Regions from separate parts of the Gossypium hirsutum genome. Here all the other regions are linked to region 1. A link is a contact called in public Hi-C data. All regions are on one chromosome and are shown on one strand. Each heading gives the region's core, a stretch centred on a gene start, on an enhancer-like site or on the middle of the called end of the contact. The rest is flanking DNA. Distances are from core to core; before and after follow the strand shown.

Region 1 (3,551 bases), core at 641-3,140:
GTGTACCTAAAAGACTATCGGACTGTGGATGATCTGGTTGCATTGAAACATAAGAGCAAAGTTAATCGAGGACCAGGGACATACCACCACAAATCCACCATCATGTTTATAATGCATAAGTCATCATTGGCTCAAGCCAAGTTTAAAGTATTAGCATAAAGCCAAAATATAAACATAAACAAGAGAACATAAAATGGAATCTAAAGTGACCATCAAGAAATCTGCAAAGTTCATCATAAACACATAGATAAACAAAGAAGTTTCATAATCAATCTAATCTTCATCAACATTAAAGGAAGTGTAAAAACGAAGCTTGTTGAGAAGGGAACAGTAAAATAGCATGAAATAATCATAATATAATACCATTGAATTCACATTTAAATTGAATAACTGACCAGGAGCACTTAAGTTTCAAGTAGCTTAGAAGATTGAAACAGAAAACAAAAAGAGGAAAAGGAATGAAAAACAAAATCATTTTGCTAAAGTTGGTGCATTGTTATCCCCATTTCCCCATAGAAAACATTCTTAATAAAGCTTTCTTGTGTCAAATGCTGACTAACTTAAACTTGTACCGAGCATTAAGATCTTAAACGAGAAAGGGCGCAATCCAATAGCTATGAGAAGTTATGATGATCATCATCAGATCTCAAATAATCAAAACCATAACAAGCCAGCACTAAGCATCATCGTCATGCAGCTTTGTCATTACACAGAAAACAATCAATCATTTTAAATGATAAGATTCCTATCATCCTAATAAGAAGCAACACTATTTTAAGCAAAAAGTCAAACTTGGCAACATCTTTAAACAATAACATCCCTTGCTAATTAAGCTCATGTGACCAACGTTAATTATTCATTCTCTAATGCCTACAAACCTTTCACAAGATACAATTATTGATGTTCTACATTACTTACAAGTCATGCTCAAAACCTAATAAGAATTGAATTTAGATCCACATATGAGTCAAGCTGAAAGGCGAAAGCTCCCTATTCAAAAAGAGAAATCAAAGTATGAAAAAGTGAATAACTAAGCATTACCAATTAAATATACCACCACCACCCCCCCCCCCAAAAAAAATTAAGTATATTAACTAAAAATAAAAGATTACCCGCTAGCATCAATAACATCCCTAGAAATCTTCATTTTCTTGGTAGTCCCTTTATATAGATCCTCCAAGCTGCAGGGTAATGGTTGTTCAATAGCGGGTCCTTTACGGAGCATAGTTGTAGAACCCTCCCCAGCTCCACCCCTAAACGACCCGAATATGTCTTCCCTAAACATGCCCCTGGGGAACCCCGACATCCCAGCACGTGACCCGCCCATATCACCCATCCCTCCAAATGGACTCGAACACCCAAAAAACTCCGAGAAAATATCTTCGGGGCTCCGAGGATTGAACCGGAACATCGTCGGGCCAGAACCCCCGTCCGCCCCTCCCGGAAACCCTCCCGCACCCGGAGGCGGCATCTGGCCTTTTAACCCTTCTTCGCCGTACTGATCGTAAACCGCACGCTTTTGGGGATCGCTCAAAACCTATAATTGATTGAAAACTTTCCATTACTAAAAATGATGATCAGAAAAAGGAAGCAAAAAAATTTAATTACATCGTAAGCTTCGGAGATTTGCTTAAATTTGGCTTCGGCTTCTTTCTTGGATTTAGGATTCTTGTCGGGATGCCACTTCATGGCCAGCTTACGATACGCTTTCTTCAAATCTTCATCATTAGCATTCCGGTCGACCTGAAGAATCCTGTAATAATCAACACCCATTCTTCACTACTGCTGCCGTTGGCTAATTTTCCTCTGTACTCTTTGAGCTTCAACTTGAGTTGTTTGCATACGAATTATATGAGACTAATTTTAATAGGCAACGGCCCATCATCTAAATCCTCGCAGGCTTACCATCTTTTCTGGCCTAATAATCAATTTTCTCCTTAATAGCCAAAAATGCCCCCCGCATTTGCAATTCATCACATAAATATCCAACGAGGCCTTCTGTTGGTTATTAAACATGTATTTGTCAGCATATTATATTTATATATAATAGTAAGATTTTCATCAAATTGATATTAAAATAAAATCATCAAATTATGAGTTTTGGGTTTTTAATTTGAAGACTGAATTTTTATACTTTAATTTTATTTTCTATTAATTTTAATATTATGTTCTGACTTAAATTACTAATATGGTTTCAGAGCTATATAAATTGACTAATGTGTGTGTTTTTTTTAAATAAAGAAGTTAAAATCATAAGATTAATTTGAATTTTTTTTAAATTACGAATGAGTGAAAAATGACAATTTTTTATTGAAAGACTAAAGGGTAAATTACACCAATAGTCACTCAACTTTGATGCAGTTGGCAAAACAGTCACTCAACTTTCGAAAAATTACAAAACAGTCACTAACGTTATCGAAAAGTGACAAATCAGTCACCCATTAACATTTTCCATTACAGACCTAACGGGACAGGTGACGTGGCCAGTTAACTTGCCACGTTGGACAAGGCAAAGTTGAGTGACTTTTTTTTTTGTCCTTCCTTTTCCCTTTTTTTAATGAATGACCTAATATTTTTTTATTTTTTTGCGTAAATGGCTCAATATATTTATACTTCTTCTTTTCCATCCCAAGAATCTTGCGGTCGACGCCTCCGCCACAACCATCTTTGGCATCACCATCGTTGACCTCCAAACCACCGCCACCCTATCCTTTTTTTTCTTTTTCAACCCCCCAATAAAGGAGCCACCACGGTTGGGATCCAACTACCTTTTTCTACTGCCCAAAGTCATTAACTCTGAAAAAAATCATATCAAAATAGGATTGAAGACAATTTGGAGTCAAACTATTAGTACCCACAACCAAACTAGTAAGGGGAAAGTCCTCTAAAGAAACATTATCAAGTCTGGGATATGATATGATATATACAAAAAGGGAACATCCAGGCAAAATCATAATCAAAACAAAATCAAAAAGAGAAAAACAAAATAGGAGAAACTCCATTGCCAACATTATAAAGTTGCATAAAACAAAATCAAAAGCAAAACAAGGGAACATCCAGACAAACTAAACAATCGATTGAACCCATGATTTTGGGGAACAAAGGAAGCAGTTCCTCCAAAAGGACAGCCAAATGTTGACAAGGGATTCTAGAGTAGGTCAGTGATTAGCAAGATCCCAAAGTCGAAATTGGACTAGGTATTGTAGCAAAGGAGGATGAGAAATGGATTAGAAGAAGAGCTGCGGAGATGGTCGGCAACGAAAGTTGGGGTCAAGGTGAGGTAAACCCAATCCTTGGAAAGGGATTTGAATCGGGTCACGGGGTCAACATCTCCATTTCTTCTCCTCCTCTTCTTTTTCTACTACTTAAACCTTAAACTGGTGCTAAAAGAGGCTGTTTAAATTGGTGCTAACTGTCCAACTGGCCGGTTAATAACAACAAAGACTCCATTAAATGTCATGTCACTTTTCTTTTATATTTGTAACGGAAATGGCTAAAAGAATTGTTTTGTTATTTTTCAAAAGTAGAGTAACTGAATTGAAGCCAAAGTA
Region 2 (3,551 bases), core at 598-3,097, 370 kb after region 1:
GATGTACCAAAGTGACGAGATGAAGCAAGAATCATGTATTGGTTTCAAAATGAATTTTCTGGAATTACAACATGAATTTCCCACTTGGATATGACTTAAATGTTATAGGTAAGACATTCCCGACGGTGTTTTCATTTCATAATTTATTCTACAAAATTTCTTGATTTTCATTTTCAAAAACCCAGATTTGTTTCCCACAATTACCAACTTCATCTTCTATGATTATTGATTATTGCAAACAATAATTCTTTTAATATTAATGTGAAAATGAAGTGTTTGGCCTGTTAACTGGTTTTGTCGGTGAGGAATCATATAAAATTGTTCAATATCGATTTAATCCTTATGCTCAAATTTGATTTTTTTATTCAATGTATTTTTAAAATTTTTAAATCTTAATCCTCGTCAAAACAGTAAGCTCTAAGTTCTTTTAAGTTAAATTTGGTTATTTTCAAACCCTTATGCGGCAATTATATTATCGCATGTGTAATGTTATGACAATTTACTATTTTCACATTATACTCACAAACAAAAAACACACTATTTTAATTAATGAATTTAATCCTATTGTTTGAGTCTAAACTCAAAATTTAAAAAAGTATGGGAATTAAAATTAATCAAATTGAAGAACATGAACCAAATCTACTATTTTAACCAAAATTTGAACTAATGAATTTAATTGCTAGTCTTTGGATTAGAATTAAAAATTTAAAATTCAATCCAAGATAATTGAATATGTTTTTTTAAAAAAAAAAACCTAATTTACAACTATATTAATTGATACTATCAAATTCAACCATTATAAATATTAAACTAATTAGTAGAATTGAACCAAAACCAATGTTATTTATTTATTTATTAAGTTAAATGACTACGTAGTTATTGTGATATATAAGGGAGCTGTGGTATCAAAAAAGTTTTTCCTTTTATTAATTTACAAGTAAAATTATACATGCTAAACATATGTGAATCAATTATAATTAAGATTAAATATTATAGATGGGATAATTAAATTAATATGCGAAATTGTTTTAGAGAGAGCTCATAGGCGATAAAATTTAAGAGAAAATAAATTTAGAAATAATCCACACATAGTTGAAATAAAGTATCAACATTTGCAATAATATACAACTTTTGAAAATATTTGGATGGAGTGTTTGGGTTGATGACAATAGTAACACCTTGGGAGTTTGAGATATGAGAAGTTGTACCCTCTATAAATCAGATATAGATGTGTACGTACAAATCTATTTCAATTATAAACATATATGAGTAATCTTCTAAATCCCCTGGATGGTTTTAGGCACACGAAAGCAAGTTTTGATAATTAAGGTTTCAATCAGGGGCTTCTTAATTTCAATTTTTGCTTTAAAATGAACATGGGGCAACTTGCCTCTGTCTTACGTCGACAATCCCTACCCACATCCCCACGTCGCTAACAATTTAGACTTTTTCATCCAAAATTCGTAAGCAGACATTGGTTTAATTCTGCTTTTGCTCTTTCCACTTTTGAGTTTATTTTTTTTTTTTGATTTAAAGAGTGTCAATTTTTTAAAATTACAAATTTTACTCAAAACTAGTGGAAGCCATGTGAGAAAAAAAAGATTGATTTTTACTTTACGTTCTCTAAACAACCTTATAAATTCATATGCAATATTTTTATTTGCTTATTTTGTTACAGGAGATATGGGTTGAATTTTAATTATTGAATAGAAAATAAAATAAATAGCGACGTGTCTACATTATACCACTCGCCCTTCTCCGTAAAATGATGGCTTCATATAAGAGAAGAAAGGAGCGTAGAAATTGTTAACCATATCACTCGTTTTCAACTGGTTTATGGCATTTTTCAAGCTTACCAGATACGAATATATTAAACAAATAAAATGCTTTCTTAGAGTGGTTTGTTTAATAAGTTTTAGACCCAAAAATGATTAAAAGGTGAATACCAATGAATTATATTATTGTAACGTGCCTCTTTTTAAACTTGTAAACAATGTCTTCCCGTTGACCGCCATGAAAGTTTTATCTTGGGAGTTCTAGCACACTTGTGCAATTCTTAATATCTAGATACCTTTAAGCTCTTCAACACCCCATATTTCAGAATGACGACAACCAAAATTTTCGTCTGCCCGGTTGTTATTCCAGCTAAATCCCCTGTTGCTTTTATGTTCTTATTTGCTCTTCTGATGTTTCTTATGTTAACAGATAGTATCGTTTCTAATATTTCGCTGGAATCGGCTGCCTTCACTCAAAAACAAGATTCCCAATCGTTGCAGACTCTAACAGTTACAAGAAATATCAAGTCCGATGTTGTTCTTCCTCTGTCACTGACTGTTTCCACGAAAAACAACATCGTTGATGGTGATAGTGAACATCAGAATTCTCTAGCTTCTTCCTTGGGTGCTAGAGAAAAACGTGGAATTGGGAAATTCAGGAGAAAACTGCCAGAACATGAGATTTTGAAGTCAGACGAGTTGACAAAGAAGTTCCATGGCCGAGTTCTTGAATTCTTCAATCGTGGGTGCGAGCTTCACTTCTTCATGACATGGATTTCAAAGGTAGGGTCCTTTGGGAGAAGGGAAATCATGGCTGCTGAAAGCGTTTTCAAAGCCCACCCTAATGGTTGCTTGATGATTCTATCGAGAACCATGGACTCAGTACAAGGTTACAGGATCCTTAAACCGTTGCTTGATCGTGGGTTCAAAGTTATAGCAGTGGCACCGGACTTTCCATTTCTGGTCAAGAATACACCTGCTGAAGCTTGGCTTGATGATATGAAGAGTGGGAAAAAGGACCCTGGTGTGATTCCGTTGGCTCAGAATCTATCTAATTTGATGAGGCTTGTAGTGTTATACAAGTACGGAGGTGTTTACTTGGATACGGATTTCATAGTGATGAGGAGTTTTAAAGGGTTGAAGAGCACAATTGGAGCACAAAGCATTGATGTGGTGTCTAAGAACTGGACAAGATTGAACAATGCAGTACTGGTCTTTGATATGAAACATCCACTTGTACTCAAGTTCATTGAGGAATTTGCTTTGACTTTTGATGGGAACAAATGGGGACATAATGGGCCCTATATGGTTTCAAGGGTAGTTCGCAGAGTAGAAGGCAGACCTGGTTATAATTTTACAATCTTACCACCTATGGCTTTTTATCCTGTTGATTGGATTAAAATAGGAGGTCTGTTTAAGATGCCTAAAGACAGGGCAGGCTCGAGATGGATAGAGTCTAAGGTGCAGCAGCTAAAGAGGCAAACATATGGAGTACATCTCTGGAATAAGCAAAGTAGCAAATTAGTGGTTGAAGAGGGAAGTGTAATGGAAAGATTAATGGCACAGAACTGTGTTTTGTGTACACGTATATATAGCTCTTAGAAGAGATGGTGAAGGCTTGTTAGTGTCAAAATGTTGTACAGTGTGTGTTCATTGAAAGGGCCGAATTCAAGGGCTGTGCTGTTTCTTCCTTCCTCAAATTGTAAATTAAATGTGGATTAATTGGACACAAAAAATAAAATAAAAAAAGGAAGGAAAGACTTAATATTGTTGACT
Region 3 (3,551 bases), core at 704-3,203, 320 kb after region 1:
AAAAAAAGTGGGAGCCAGTAAATGATTAAAGGGTAAACTACACCCATGGTCACTTTTGTTTACCTTAGGTTACGTTTTAGTCACTTATGTTTAAAATGTTACGTTTTAGTCATTTACGTTATCATGTTGTAACATTTTAGTCACTGAGCCATTAATCGTCGTTAATGGTGTAACGGTAAGCTGACGTGGCAAGTTAAATCATCATTTCAAACAAAATTTTAGGTTAAATTATACAATTGATCTCCATATTTTTTTCGTTTTAAGTAATTTAATTTTTTTTATTTTATGTTCTTTAACTTTCCTCTTTTTTCCATTCTCTTTTGTTTCTCCCTCTGTTTTCATATCTTTCCCATTTCTTTTAACATATTAGGAAGTCGAATTGGCAGTGAAAAAAGAAGTAGGAAATCAACTATCATCATTTGCCTATAACCAAAACCCTATAACCAAAACCCATAAACTCATACCATGCTTCTTTCTTCACTACCAATTCGACTTCCAGGTATGTTAAAAGAAATAAAGAATGTAGGAAAACAGAGGGAGAAGCAGAAGAGAATGAAAAATAAAGAAAATAAAGAATGAAAGTTAAAAGAACATAAAAGAATTAAATTGCTCAAAATGAAAAATTATGGGGACCAATTGTATAATTTAACCTAAAGTTTTTGTTTGAAATGATAATTTAACGTGCCACGTCAGCTTACTATTACACCATTAACGACAATTAACGGCTCAGTGACTAAAATGTTACAACACAATAACGTAAGTGACTAAAACGTAACATTTCAAATATAAGTGACTGAAATGTAACCTAAGGTAAATAAAAGTGACCATGGGTGTAGTTTACCCATGATTAAATGCATTGCTCATCAAAGAAAAATATAAAAGAAACATTTGGAAATGGTCCTAATTTCCAAAGAATGGGCATCAAATGCAGTTTGAGTGGTTAGTTGGGCCCGCTCAACAACAAAACCAAAATGCATGGCAGCCACCGGCGCCTCTCGATTCACGAGGCTCGCTGTCCTGCGTCTCCCTAATTTAAATCATGGCCGTTGGATTGCCAATCGTTTGTTCATCTCGAGATTGCCCGAGTTTAATAACTCAGCATTTTTTGAATTTTAAGTTGAGAGGAAAGTATCCGCTACCTTGCGGAGGTTTTTACCTCTTTTTATTTATTTATTTAGTGTTGGTTTTAGTCAATCCTCCACCATGTGCCATGCTGCTGCCTCAAGAATGTTCTATTCAAATGATTCGTAATTCGACTTCTTTCTATCACATAATTACTTAAATTGCCACTCCGCCATCTTTAAATTATATATTAGTTCGAACATATCTAAAATACACAAATAAAATTTTAAATATATTTTTATTTATCTTATGACAAATTACAAAAACAACCTAATAATAAATTCTAAATCGTATTAACAAAAATGGGCAATCATAGCTTTTTAATAAAAATGCAACTCATTAGGTGAAGTAATATGATATAAAGTCTACATTCATTATCACTAATCCTACTTAATCTTAAAATAGAAAAAAAGTTTATCCTAACTACAATTAAAATGAAGGTAACAAAAACCCTTTTTCTAATTCAACCAGTTTTTATATATATTATTATTCACTAAAAATTTACTCCAAGAGTGAGTTTAGATGAATGGTGCGTTTAGTTACAATTAATGTAAAAGCAACGATAGTAATAAAATTAGATACGAAGATAAAATAAAAAATAAGTTTAGACACACTTCACTACCATCCAAACCCACCTTAAATCTAAAAAAAACACCTTTTATCTTTTACCCCGAAAATCTGGAACAAAGTAGAAAGAATTTATTTTGTCTTAAATAGAAAGAAATTTTAGATTTTTAGTACAAGAAAAATGGCATTATAGTGATTATCTCTATAATTAAGGGTAATTTATATAAACATCTAACAATGGCTAAACACCCTCCTTCAAATTTTCAAATTTCTTCTGAGCTAAAACCCAGACAAGCACCTGTTGGTTGTCAGATCATTCACTAAAATAAAATTTAAAAAAATAACAAAAGAAATAATATTTTTTTCTTTAAAAATTAAACATTTCCCTCTTTCACACGGAAATGACGTTGTAATACTACTAAGTTCCTCCTTCGTTGAACCAACTTTCTTTTTTTTTTTTTGGAATTTGGAGTTCAGGTTTGGATCTAAGAAGAAAGGATTTGGTGGTGATTTTTATGGTGTCTTTGATCAGTTTTTAGAGACCGATAATGGTGATGAAGGAGAGAGACGAAGAACTAGCTTTGTTCCTGGAAATGCGGAGACGAGAGAAGGAGAAAGAGAAAAGCAACAATCTTCTCTCCGTTCACAAATCTGAACAACAACTCAATGTTCCTTTTGGTAAACTAAATGATTTTAACTTCATTTTGAGGTTCTTCCTTGTGGAACACTACTTTATTTTTTTGAAGTGGTTGTATGTTTGTTGACTGTTGACTAAAGTGATGTTCTTGGATTTGAAATAGGATCTAACGTAACCGTAAACGGAAACGGAAACGTCGGTGGCGGAGGTTCTCCGGTATCGAAGATCTTCTCGGCCTTGCCTGTACGAAAGACTGCAGCAGATAATTTTTTGAATTCGGAGAACGAAAAGTCTGATTATGATTGGTAAATGCTAAAGATATCTTATATCTCTCTAGCTGCTTTGGTTGATTTTAACCTTAAAATTTACGATCGATCTCTGCTTAGAGCAGTAAGATGTTTATTATGGAGCTCTAGGTTTTGGGTAATTGAATCTACGTGCTTATCAAATATCCTTTCTTGCTTTTTTTAACCAAAAGAAAGAATATGAAGTTTGTATTAAGCAATAATTTGAATTTTATCTTAAAGCTTCCTTTTAAGGGGGAAAGGTATGGGTACCAATTAAGCCATAAAGAGAAGTACTTGACATCATTCTAAATCTTTAAAAGAAAGCATTCATTTGCTTTTTGTAAAATTTGGATTTTGACATGAAAAAGGTTTTTTAAATGGAGAATTAAAATTTATTATTTGATTTTATTTTATAGTCTCCATATCAATCATACATCAGGTAGTAAGTTGTGAGAGTGCAAAGATTAGATATGGTAATTATCCCAAAATCCAGTGGCTGAAGTTTTTAGGTGAAGGATGTGGCCTAATGTTAAATTTGTTGTTTCCGCAATGCTAATAACTTTATTGGCATCCATATGATCTATTCCCTCTTTCAAATTTGCTTTTACCTTTTGGCAACAGAATTTGTTTAAGATATTCTTCCCAGAAAAAGAAACAGACATTTCAAAACTTGATAATTATATTTTAATGCTTTGACAGTTTACATTTCCTTATGGTTACCGTATGAATTCTGTGGTTCAATGTTGATTTGTTTCTTTTGCTCTGTAGTCAGTACTAATGGGAGATATCTTCTGTCTTCAGGCTTCTTACTCCACCTGGTACACCACTATTTCCCTCTTTGGAAATGGAATCACAGAAGACTCTAATGAGCCAGATTGGGATGTCTAATGCTCGTCCAGTTTCACTGAAAACAAGGGTAAGAACTCTTATGTGATTTG

What was found. A called contact is a pair of places that touch in the nucleus more often than the background predicts.
Region 2: a contact with region 1 is called in a Hi-C map of seedling, with 4 times the contacts expected there. The contact joins the promoter of LOC107899525 here to the promoter of LOC107899535 in region 1. A contact is called at or near these places in 2 of 34 Hi-C or Micro-C datasets (leaf and seedling).
Region 3: a contact with region 1 is called in a Hi-C map of leaf, with 2.0 times the contacts expected there. The contact joins the promoter of LOC107899527 here to the promoter of LOC107899535 in region 1. A contact is called at or near these places in 5 of 34 Hi-C or Micro-C datasets (callus, hypocotyl and leaf).

The regions. Positions count from the first base shown.
Region 1 is chrD04:48,256,272-48,259,822 of Gossypium_hirsutum_v2.1, reverse strand. LOC107899535 (dnaJ homolog subfamily B member 13) reads right to left here and starts at 1,890. Exons shown (of 3, transcript XM_041090743.1): 1 at 1,609-1,890; 2 at 1,113-1,537. The coding sequence starts at 1,773.
Region 2 is chrD04:47,883,070-47,886,620 of Gossypium_hirsutum_v2.1, reverse strand. It overlaps LOC107899525 (lactosylceramide 4-alpha-galactosyltransferase), which reads left to right and starts at 1,847. Exons shown (of 1, transcript XM_016825266.2): 1 at 1,847-3,465. The coding sequence starts at 2,103. The coding sequence ends at 3,377.
Region 3 is chrD04:47,938,269-47,941,819 of Gossypium_hirsutum_v2.1, reverse strand. LOC107899527 (putative GPI-anchored protein pfl2) reads left to right here and starts at 1,953. Exons shown (of 5, transcript XM_016825268.2): 1 at 1,953-2,367; 2 at 2,490-2,631; 3 at 3,415-3,529. The coding sequence starts at 2,238.